Linked DNA regions of Mus musculus: region 2 is linked to region 1. A link is a contact called in public capture Hi-C data. All regions are on one chromosome and are shown on one strand. Each heading gives the region's core, a stretch centred on a gene start, on an enhancer-like site or on the middle of the called end of the contact. The rest is flanking DNA. Distances are from core to core; before and after follow the strand shown. Region 1 overlaps Tmem135 (transmembrane protein 135). Region 2 overlaps Tmem135 (transmembrane protein 135).

What was found. Capture Hi-C pulls out chosen DNA fragments and counts their contacts.
Region 2: a capture Hi-C map of bone marrow-derived macrophages shows a contact between it and region 1, with 8 times the contacts expected there. The contact joins two enhancer-like sites. A contact is called at or near these places in 1 of 15 datasets of contacts at CTCF or cohesin (the NIH/3T3 cell line), 3 of 484 Hi-C or Micro-C datasets (CD4 T cells, liver and trophoblast stem cells), 4 of 115 datasets of contacts at active chromatin or transcription factors (bone marrow-derived macrophages, double positive thymocytes, embryonic stem cells and 1 more) and 1 of 9 other capture datasets (bone marrow-derived macrophages).

The regions. Positions count from the first base shown.
Region 1 is chr7:89,233,597-89,238,619 of GRCm38.p6, forward strand. The region is part of intron 5 of Tmem135 (transmembrane protein 135); the gene reads right to left. Among named protein-coding and RNA genes, the nearest start is that of Tmem135, 100 kb to the right of the region's middle. Within about 2 kb of position 2,770, at least 31 of the 459 cell types and tissues checked have an H3K27ac peak or open chromatin away from gene starts, as enhancers often do. A contact at or near this core is called in bone marrow-derived macrophages, where this site is marked.
Region 2 is chr7:89,306,993-89,312,015 of GRCm38.p6, forward strand. Tmem135 (transmembrane protein 135) reads right to left here. Exons shown (of 15, transcript NM_028343.5): 2 at 145-272. Among named protein-coding and RNA genes, the nearest start is that of Tmem135, 29 kb to the right of the region's middle. Within about 2 kb of position 2,114, at least 59 of the 459 cell types and tissues checked have an H3K27ac peak or open chromatin away from gene starts, as enhancers often do. A contact at or near this core is called in bone marrow-derived macrophages, where this site is marked.

The DNA of each region.
Region 1 (5,023 bases), core at 1,520-4,019:
TTTTACTATGAGAACACTCCATTACATATGGGGAAACTAACACTTAACTCAAATCACCAAATTCACACACTATGCCAATTTATCATTTCAAAAAAAGGAGTGGGGAGACAGTGCTCAAGTGGCTTGACATGAAAAACTGTGGGTGCAGACAAAGTCCTACTTGTCCTTATCAATAGCAAGGTTCTCAAGACTGACTGGGATTGCTCTTTCCATGGGCTTCACTTGATGATCTTATAATCCCTATAAATTACATTAGAAGTACCATTACACATAAACACACACACACACACACATATTTAGCTAACTTGTATTCAGTAATGGTTGGTATAACATGTGTATATGCAAAGAAAAGGAACATTATTTACATTGGGGGCTTTATGTTTGATTTTAACTCCTGCACTTCTCCTCTTGCTATCTATCTTTTATGCTCTTCCGGAAGTTGCCTCCCTAAAAAGAGGCTTCACGATGTCTACTCACCCGCCCAACTCATGATCTCCCCAATCCACCGTAATCTAACTTCCAGCTACTATACGAAAGCTTGCACAATGTCAGTGAGCCAAGCATTTTTAACACTGTGTCTTCAATTCAAGCCACCTAAACGATCTTTCCCATGAGCTTTGATCTCATTTGCTTCTAAGTCATGAGAAAGCTGTGTAATTTTCTGCCTGAAATTAAGGGCACCTCTTTACCATTAAATGCATATCTCTTTTCTGACCTGACTCCCTGAACCAAATCACATGGCACTTGACACTACACATAACTTCACATACAGAAAACAGAGGTAAGAATCAATCAAACATTTTTAAAAAGATAGATAGATAGATAGATAGATAGATAGATAGATAGATAGATAGAACAGACAGACATGTATTTCTATAAGCCGAAAGATCTAAATACTACTGCTTAATTCATTCTACTATTACACACAAAATTAGTTTGGTACACTCTGTACAACCCTGAATGTTTTAATGTTTACAACCATATTTGCTTCTGCATGCATTCAAGTTTAAGTTTAGAGGGTGGCTGACTGAGAGGAAGTATTTGGGACTAGCAATACCCATATGGAAAGTATTAGTCTCCTAGCCTAAATCTAGTATTAGGATCAAAATAAGCTGATGCTATCTTAAGAATCCTTCCAATTTCTGAAAAAATAAAACCTATTTGATAGTTGGTCAGATATTGCTTAGGTTAAGGAAAAGTGTAAGACATTTACTTTTATGTTTATATCAAAAGTAGTTTGGTTTAATTAAGCAAATGAGGGTTTTTTTTTATGGTAGAGATGACTACAGTATCAGGCATACCTGTACCCTCAGCTTATTCAGATGACTAAGAGAGCAAGGTCACTGAAGCCTTGGATCAGAGAAGCCTGATCACATGTGAATTGTGGGCAGGGTATATTACTTCAGAAAAGAAAGTCATACACACACATAGTTGGTATAGAAAAGGTATTTAAAATCTGGGTTTAGTCCTTGGACTTCTTTGAACCAACGTTTGCTAAATAAATTCTGTACATTTAGAGTAAGAAGAAAAATCACTGAATATAATTTGATGAGTTATGAGTTATTCATAGTAGATTAAATTTTTTAAAATGTCAGACAACATGAAAATTCAAGCTCTGAAATACAATCTTTGACACCATTCCAACAGATACTATACACTGTCTGCCAGAGGTGGTAAAACAGTGAAATTTTAACCACCTACTAAATGTATTATTATTCCAACTAACAGAATTACAAAAGAAAGGACTGAGACATTACTTTAGACAAGTCACCAACCGAAGTACCTATCCCATGCAGGTTGCTGACAGCATGATTTGTTTTCTATACAACCAGATAGAAACCCACATTTACCGAAGCCACCTACAGCACTGTATCCCCAGATGTGATGACTAACACTGGAACTCCCCAGATGTGATAACTAACACTGCATCACCCAGATGTGATAACTAACACTGCATCACTCAGTTGTGATAACTAACACTGTATCCCCAGATGTGATGACAAGCAGACTTTACTGAGCTCAAACTTTCTGCTTTGTCATTGAGATTCATTTATTCCCAATACATTACAGAAACTAGTTTGGGAATTCTCTGCATAATAACTCTTGCAACCAACCTATACTATTACATCTGTCATTCTTTGGATCCTGTTAAATACACTATAACTTTTATAAGATAAAATCTAGTACATTATTGTACAGCTTTCCAAACAAATAATTTTGAAATCAGTCCAGAAGAAAAGAAGAACCATCAGAATATGGCATTTGGGAACATTCTAAAAAGGTCAGAACTTTTGTTTTTAATTATCTTTTCTTGAAAGATACAGGCAAATGAGGAGAAACTAATAAATTAAGAAAGAGAATATTTCCATGTCAGTAGATATGGTATCTTAATACTTTATTCCTGTTTTAAAAAAAAAATCAAAGGTTATGCTGCAGAAGCAGCTATCCAGTTTCCTTTATAAGATCAACAGAAAAGAAGCCTGTGTCTGTGGAAGGTTAGTGTCTCACCTCAGTGGGACCTTTGACCAACCATTTCCACTTCTCAGGAGAACCGGGTACTCAACAAGCAGTAACTTTACCCTCTTTTGTGTACAGTGCTCTTTGCAAGTCAGTTTTTCTTCTGTCACTGCACTTCCTGACGAGTTTATTACTTGTATAAAAACAAAGATGTAATCAGCAGGATTTGGTTGAGTAAGTATAGGAAGTTTGTAACTGAACACATACTGCATACACCACAGTCCATGCCAATCTAAGTAGCATGACTTTCAAGGAAGTAACTGACGACTCGGAAGGGAGCAGAACACTGTTGTTAATGCAGCTATAGAGGAAATCATTTAAACTCTCTCACTATGGACTCTCAGCTTACACACTATGAAAAAATTACAACACAACCATACTATTAAAAGAAAATAATTATGATTTAGCATAGGACAAATCTAACACATTTAGTTCATACTAGACATTGTGACAGATGCCTTATAGATACATGATCATATTTCTCAAGATGCAATGCTTTCATCTCAGAAAAGACACTGAGAGAAAAGGTTCATGTGGCAAAATTTAGGCTCAACTAGTAGACAAGGTATCCTAGAAGCTTAAATGGTTAGTTTTGTATGTAACTTAATAGCACGGAAGAAGATCTTACAAGCACACAATTATTCAAGAGAAGAAAGGGGAGAGAGGAAGTGCTACATATTACTACACTGCCACAGGCTAGATTTGTCTAATATGCTCTTTAAAAATATCTGCTTCCAGTTATTGGCATTCTGTTGTCATCAAACCTCAAAGTCACCCCCGTCTGTAATACTAATGCTTTGTTTTTTCACCATCTGAGATTGTGTCTTACTCCAGTCATCATGGCTAAGATTAAAAACTCAGCTGGCAACAAATGCTAGAGAAGATGCTAGAAAAGAAAACCCTCATCTACTGCTAGTGAGAATGCAAACTGGTACGGCCTTTATGGAAATCAATGAGGAAAATTCTCAAAGTTAAAAATACTTCTATCATCTCACTCCTTGGCATATACCCAAACAACTCAATACCCTACTTGAGAGATACTTGCTTAGGCATGTTCAATGCAGTTCTCTTCACAACACCTAGGAAAGAGATAATGAAAATCTAGTAGATATACACAATGGAATTCATCTAATCTGTAATGAAAAGCTAACCATGAAACTTAGAGGAACATGCATGAAACTGGAAAATATACTCAGGGAGGTAACCCAGATCCAGAAAGATAAATCCAGCAAGTTCCCTCTCTTATGGATCCTACCACCAAATCTTTGAATTAATATAGTACTAACACTTAAACATAAAAATGTCAATAAGGATATTTATATTACTATCTGTCTTAAACAGAAATAAAACAGCATTTGCCACAAAAGCCTTTGGTAAATCCATCCACATATTTGTCCATCCAACACTCAGATCCTTATCATCCACCAGGCTCCTGACTCATGAAACATAGCTCTAGAACCAAGGGATTCTCACTGCTGTGGAGTATTCTGCACCAGTTATTGTAGCCTCCCATAAACCTGAAGCATGCTAAGCCAGAACTTGACCTTGCTGCCACTAAAGAGATTATTTAAGATGGAGCCTTCCTCCCTAGATCACTCTATTGTTCTGCCACTGCTGCTGTTCCTCTTCAAGATACTGCTACCTTCTGAGAAGCCCCCGGAGCTATTCTGGAAACTACGCCCTATTCTGCAGTCATCACCTGCAGCTGGTTCCAGGCTCCAAGGATGAATTGGCGGGAATGGACTTTCTCCCCTTTTCTTTATAAGGCGTGTTCCCTGACATTAAAGTTGAACCTTGAACAGACTAGCATGTCTTGGTTCCATTATTTCTCAACCCGCCTAGGCTCCCTCTTTTCTTCCAGATTCCAAGATGCCTTCCAGGCTCGAACCCGGACATGTGAGCTGCTGGCCGGCCCCAACAAGCTATTAAAGCAGGCTCCTAGAAAGTTACAAAAGAAAGGCTCCCACCCTAATAAGCCAAGTAGAATAACTTGTTTTAAATTGTTAACCTGACATAATTGCTATCATGTGAGAAGGGCGCCTCATGAGGGACTGTCGATATGTCCTGTGGGCATGTGCACACGTCTGCTGGAGATGCTCTCAAGTGAATTGAGTGGATAGCACCATTTCCTGGGCCGTACAATGCACTGAATGAAAGGCAGAGAAGGAGCTGAACACTACCATGCACGTATTTATTAGCTCGTCTCTCTCTTTTTGACTACGGACGTGATGCAACCAGTCATTTCAAGTTCCGCTGCCTTAAGTTCTAAGCAACAATGGACCATAGTTTGGAATTGGAAGCCAAGTCAATCCCGTCTTAAGTTGCTTTTTCCAGGGTATTTTCTCACAGCAACAGGAAATGACACTAAGACAAATGCCACAAGTAGATTCAGAGTCAAACTCCATAAACACCTTGTCAAATCAGCAACAAATCATACGGCTGTATTCTCTATGTAGTAAACCTTTAAAATAAACTCTGTATTGTGTTATTTCTTTATATTACCTTA
Region 2 (5,023 bases), core at 864-3,363, 73 kb after region 1:
AACGCTGCATGCAAGGCCATGGGACTTCTTTTGTAAGCTGCCCCAATCATGGTGTTTCTCCACAACAATAGAACAGTAACTAAGACCGTTTCCATTTCAACAAAGCAAATTCTTTAACATGGATTGGTGACTATGAGTACCAACCTTAAAATGCAGAAGAAAGTAATGTACAAGGCCCCATTAGCAGTCAGGAAGGAGGCGGACTGGAGGATCTCAGGAAGCAGTTTGTACAGGTAATACTCCAGCTTGCGCTTCCGGAGAACAGCTGCAATCTGGAAAGGAGGAGGCTTTGTTACTTAAGCCAACCAACTGTTTCCACTTACATTCGCTCTTATATGGAATACTACTGAATAAAGCGCGTGTGAAAGACTAACGTAAAAATCTATGCCGTTTGCCTAGCTCCTCTGTACAAGCAAAGTTTTAGAACAGAAGGTGCTTGCATTCACTTAAGTTAAAAAACAGGGACAGCATGGGTCACATGATAGAGTTCACTCCAAGGCAGGCACATATCAAGAACATCATCTCTATCATCACCGCCACTATCATCACCACCACCATCTCGTGGTCACATGACAAGTGAGCCTCAAGGTAGGTAAGTATAATAAAAATAAAATTAATTTTAAAAAATCACAAATATAATTATAACATGGATCACAAGATAAGTCAGCTCCAAGGTAGGTACATGTAAAGCCATAAAAGCCGTTTTCAAATGAAAAATATACTTTCAAAAGGAAAAGGTAAATAGCAACCCAAATAAAAGCACATGCTACAACGAAGCTCCATTAGCCATTGCCAGCCCAGCCCACCATCTCAGGGAACCTCTGTCTGACACCAAAAGCTAAGCAATGGTTCAGAGATTCAAACAGCAGCTGTGAGGGATATCGGGGAGGCATAAACAGGCTAATGACTTCTGGCATTCTAGAGTCCTGAAAAAAAAATTAATGATAGGCCAACAAGTGGGCTTAAGGAATCAAGGTGCTCGCTTCCAAGCCTTATGATCTGTGCTCCATCCCAGAACCCATGTGGGAGAGAGAGAACCTACTCCTAGAAGGTGTCCTCCCATGGTGACATGGCAAGGCCTCAAACACCACAGACATTTAAAAATATGAGACTCACCTAGTAATTTTAAATGTGTTTGTTTCTTTGTTTGTTTGATTTGGTTTTGGTTTTAAAGCCTGTTTGGCTTGGTTTTCATAAACTTTGAGTTTAAAGGGATGATTTCTAGATTAAAATAAAACCACCAAAACCCTGGTACCGTGAGATGAGATAAAAATCAAGATGTGAAACGACTCAGTGAGCGCACTAGTAATGTCAGCGGGGATAAAGTAAAGAGAACCATAATGTGTTCCTGATAGGGATTTACGTAGAGCAGGCGATTCCATGTGTGCACTCAGAAGCACAGGGCTGTGCAGCGTCACTGCACTGAGTGTGGCGTGGGCTGACCACAGGTTCAGGGAGGGGGGAGAGGGGCGGAACTGATACCAGACTCCTCTCAGGTGAGCCGGAAATCATTGTTCATTGTTCGGAAACAGTACAGAGGAACAAAGGATAGAACCACAAGATTAGGGAGTTAGTGGGGTGGGAGAGAGGAAGGCACTGGGGAGAGACAGGAGGATGGCAGCCTCTCCATTCATCCCCTATCTCCCTGGAAATAACACTTCCTAAAGCTGGAGGCCAGCGAGTCCAGTGGCCTCTGCTAAGGTCTTATTTCATCCACGGAGTCTCTGAAACTGACCATCTCTCCGACTTCAACTCAGCTGCCAGCCATACAAAGAAAGAATGAAAAAAAGGAAGCCCAGGGCCATCTTAGGTATATGAAGTCCCGACAGGGGTGGGGGTGAATAACCAACCATAATCCATACGGCAGTGTGGCAATCCTAACCCTAATCCTAAAGTGCTGCTAATGAGAACTCGGGAATGAATGAACTACTCGATGCTGGTGAAGAAACGAGACACAAGCTATTAGCCAGCTTCTCAGCACTAAGACAAGGCACCTGTGGGAAACAACTTACTAGAATAGTTTGGAGCTCCTAGTTCCAAAGGCCCATGAGTCTGCTCTGTGGCTTTTGTGTGGAGTAAGGCAATCAGAGAAGAAACATGTGGCAGCCAAAAAGGGAGGGAGAGAAACGAATGGGCAAAGGTCCCACTATTCCCTTTAGTGACCCCGGGTGACCTAACTTCCTTCCATGTGACCCACCAGTAAGTCTGCCTCTATCTCCCAATAGCATTACAGTCAGGGAACTAAGTCTTCAACACATGGGCCTTTATGGAGATTCAAAAAATCCAAGCTACTGTACAAGCCATGTTCATAAATTACATGTCCATTGTACAAAGTGTGAAATGCAGATCCAACACAATTCTTTACACACTTCAACAGAGATCTCCGTTAAAAAAAAAAAAAAAAAACAACTAGACTTCTGTAATTTACACAGAAAGCAAAGGAAGTAGAATTGCTATAAATAACAATTTTAAAACTGCAGAAAAACTAGCTCTAGATCAATTGTGTAATGCTAACAATGCAAGCACATGAGGAGAACAAAATACAAAACCAAATACATCTAATTTTTGATAAAGGCACAAAAACAATTCCACAAAGGAAAGAAAGTGGTTCCAATAGACAGTGCCATCTATAAGTTAGTAACGGCTATCCACAAATTAGAAAGAGAGGAAAGAAATATTAAGCTAGGTTTCACATTTTGTATAAAAAGTAATTAAAATGGGTCACAGACATTATATAACATCAAAAACTAAAAAACGTTTGGAGGAATGTGGGAAATTTTTAAGACAATGGGGCAAAGCAAAGAGATTTCAGACTTGAAACTGATGGTCAAAAAAATATTTGATAAATTGGACTTCATTTCCTGGTAAGAGAGGTAAAAAACCTATTAGGAGAACAATAGATATGCTACAGAATAGGAGAAAACGGAAAGTCTTCATCTAATTAAAGACTAGAGTCTAATATATGAGTGTGTGTGAGTGTGTCTGTGTGTGTGTGTGAATCTTAAAGGCAACAGAAAAAAAAATCCAATTAGAATAAAGGTAAGAAGAGATATTTTCCAAATAGAATATATAAATACCAAACAAATGAGTAAGAAAATGTTAATTACATTACAATGAGCTATCACTATACAACCATTAGAATGGCTAAAATGAAAACTAATGTCAGGGCTGGAGAGATGGCTCAAAGTGCTCTCTGCAAGCATGAGGGCCTCAGTTCAGATCCCAGCACCCAGGCGTTTTTAAAAAGTACCACACCAGTGTTGTGCCTCTGTAACCCCAGCCCTGAAAGGCGGAGACGGTACATTTCTCGGGTTCCCTCACCAGCCAGTCAAACTGAAATGGAGCTTTAAGTCCAATCAAAGACACTGTCTCAAAACAGTAAGGTGGAGAGGTGACAGAGGAAGACTCCTGTCACTGATCATAACCTCCACATGCATATGCACTGCTAAGAGCACGCGAGCTCCTGCCCCCCTACACACACACACACACACACAAACACACACACACACACACACACACACACACAAACACACACACACACACACACACACACACATCTTACAAATGCACACAATACACAACGACAATATCAAATGCTGGCAAAAATTCAGACAACCTAGGCACTCACTTGTTACTAGTAGAAACCTGATATGATTAAGATATGCAATAGGACAGTTTGGCAGTTTGATGAAAAACTATCATGTCCTGCTATCATGGGTGTGTATTTATCTCTAAGAATTGAACATTCATGCTAACATGACCCTTGTATACAAATGCTTTATAACAGCTTTGTTCATAATTAACAAATTATAAAACCAGATGTTCTTCAACAGGTGAGTGATTTAACAAACTGCTACATGTCTATGGAATAAATACTACCTGGAAATAATTTTTTTTTAAGGCACAAAAAAAAAAAAAAATCACTGTTCTCAGTTTGGTCAGAGAAGGTTCTTATTGCACAGTGTACCTACCAGTTAATGTGGAGAATACACAACCGTGATTGTATTCCAAGCCTCTCTGGCCCACAAAGGTTCTAGAAATATCATGCAAGAGGGAGTGGAATGAATACAAGAGCCAGAAGGTGGAGAAGAGTGCTGGAAAGGCACCACTGGGGTGGTTGTCCTGGGTTCTAAAAGAAAGCAGGCTGAGCAAGCCATGATGAGGAAGCCAATAACCAACACCCCTCCCTCCATGCCCTCTACACGCCATCAGCTCCTGCCTCCTGGATCCTGCCCTGTTTGAGTCCCTGTCCTGACTTCCTTCCATGACAGCCTATGATGTGCAAGTGTAAGCCAAATAAACCTTTTCTTCCCATCTCATCTTTGGTCATGGTGCTTCATCATAGCAAGAATAATCCTAAGAAAGTACACATGAAATTTTAAGAGGAATAAATTTTTAAGTCACATAAATTTAAATCACATAAATTTTAAAAAGGAAAAAAGACACAAGACAGTAATATAAAACAACCTATGCTAAGAGAAAGGGGCCAATCTTAAAGGACGGCTCGCTGTACCTTACCTGTCTAACACTGCTCTGATGACAAAATACAGGAAGGAAGAATTGCTGGCTAGATGACAGAAACTAAAGGGGAAAAGGATGTGAAGAAGATGAAAGAAACACAGCTAGAAAAGAGCAAACTCAAGGATGGCTGCCCTAACAAAAATGTTCCAGGTCTTTTTTTTTTTTTTAAGTGTAGTGATATTTTGTCTGCACATAATCTGTGCACCACATGTGTGCAGTGCCCATGGAAGCCAGAAGAGGGAGCCTGATCCCCAGGAAATGGAGTTACAGATGATCATGAGCCGTTGTCTGTATGCTAGGAATTGAACCCAGGTCTTCTGAAAGAGCAGCCAGTACTCTTAACCACTAAACATGTCTGTATGCATCTGAAAGCAAGAGTTTGATGTCTTATGTCTCCCTCAATCTGTCTGCCTTTTGTTCTAAGAGTCTCTCCTTGAACCTGGAGTAAGAAATGCTGGTTGGTTGGCCAATGAATTCCCCAGAGTCCTCCTGTCTCTGCCTC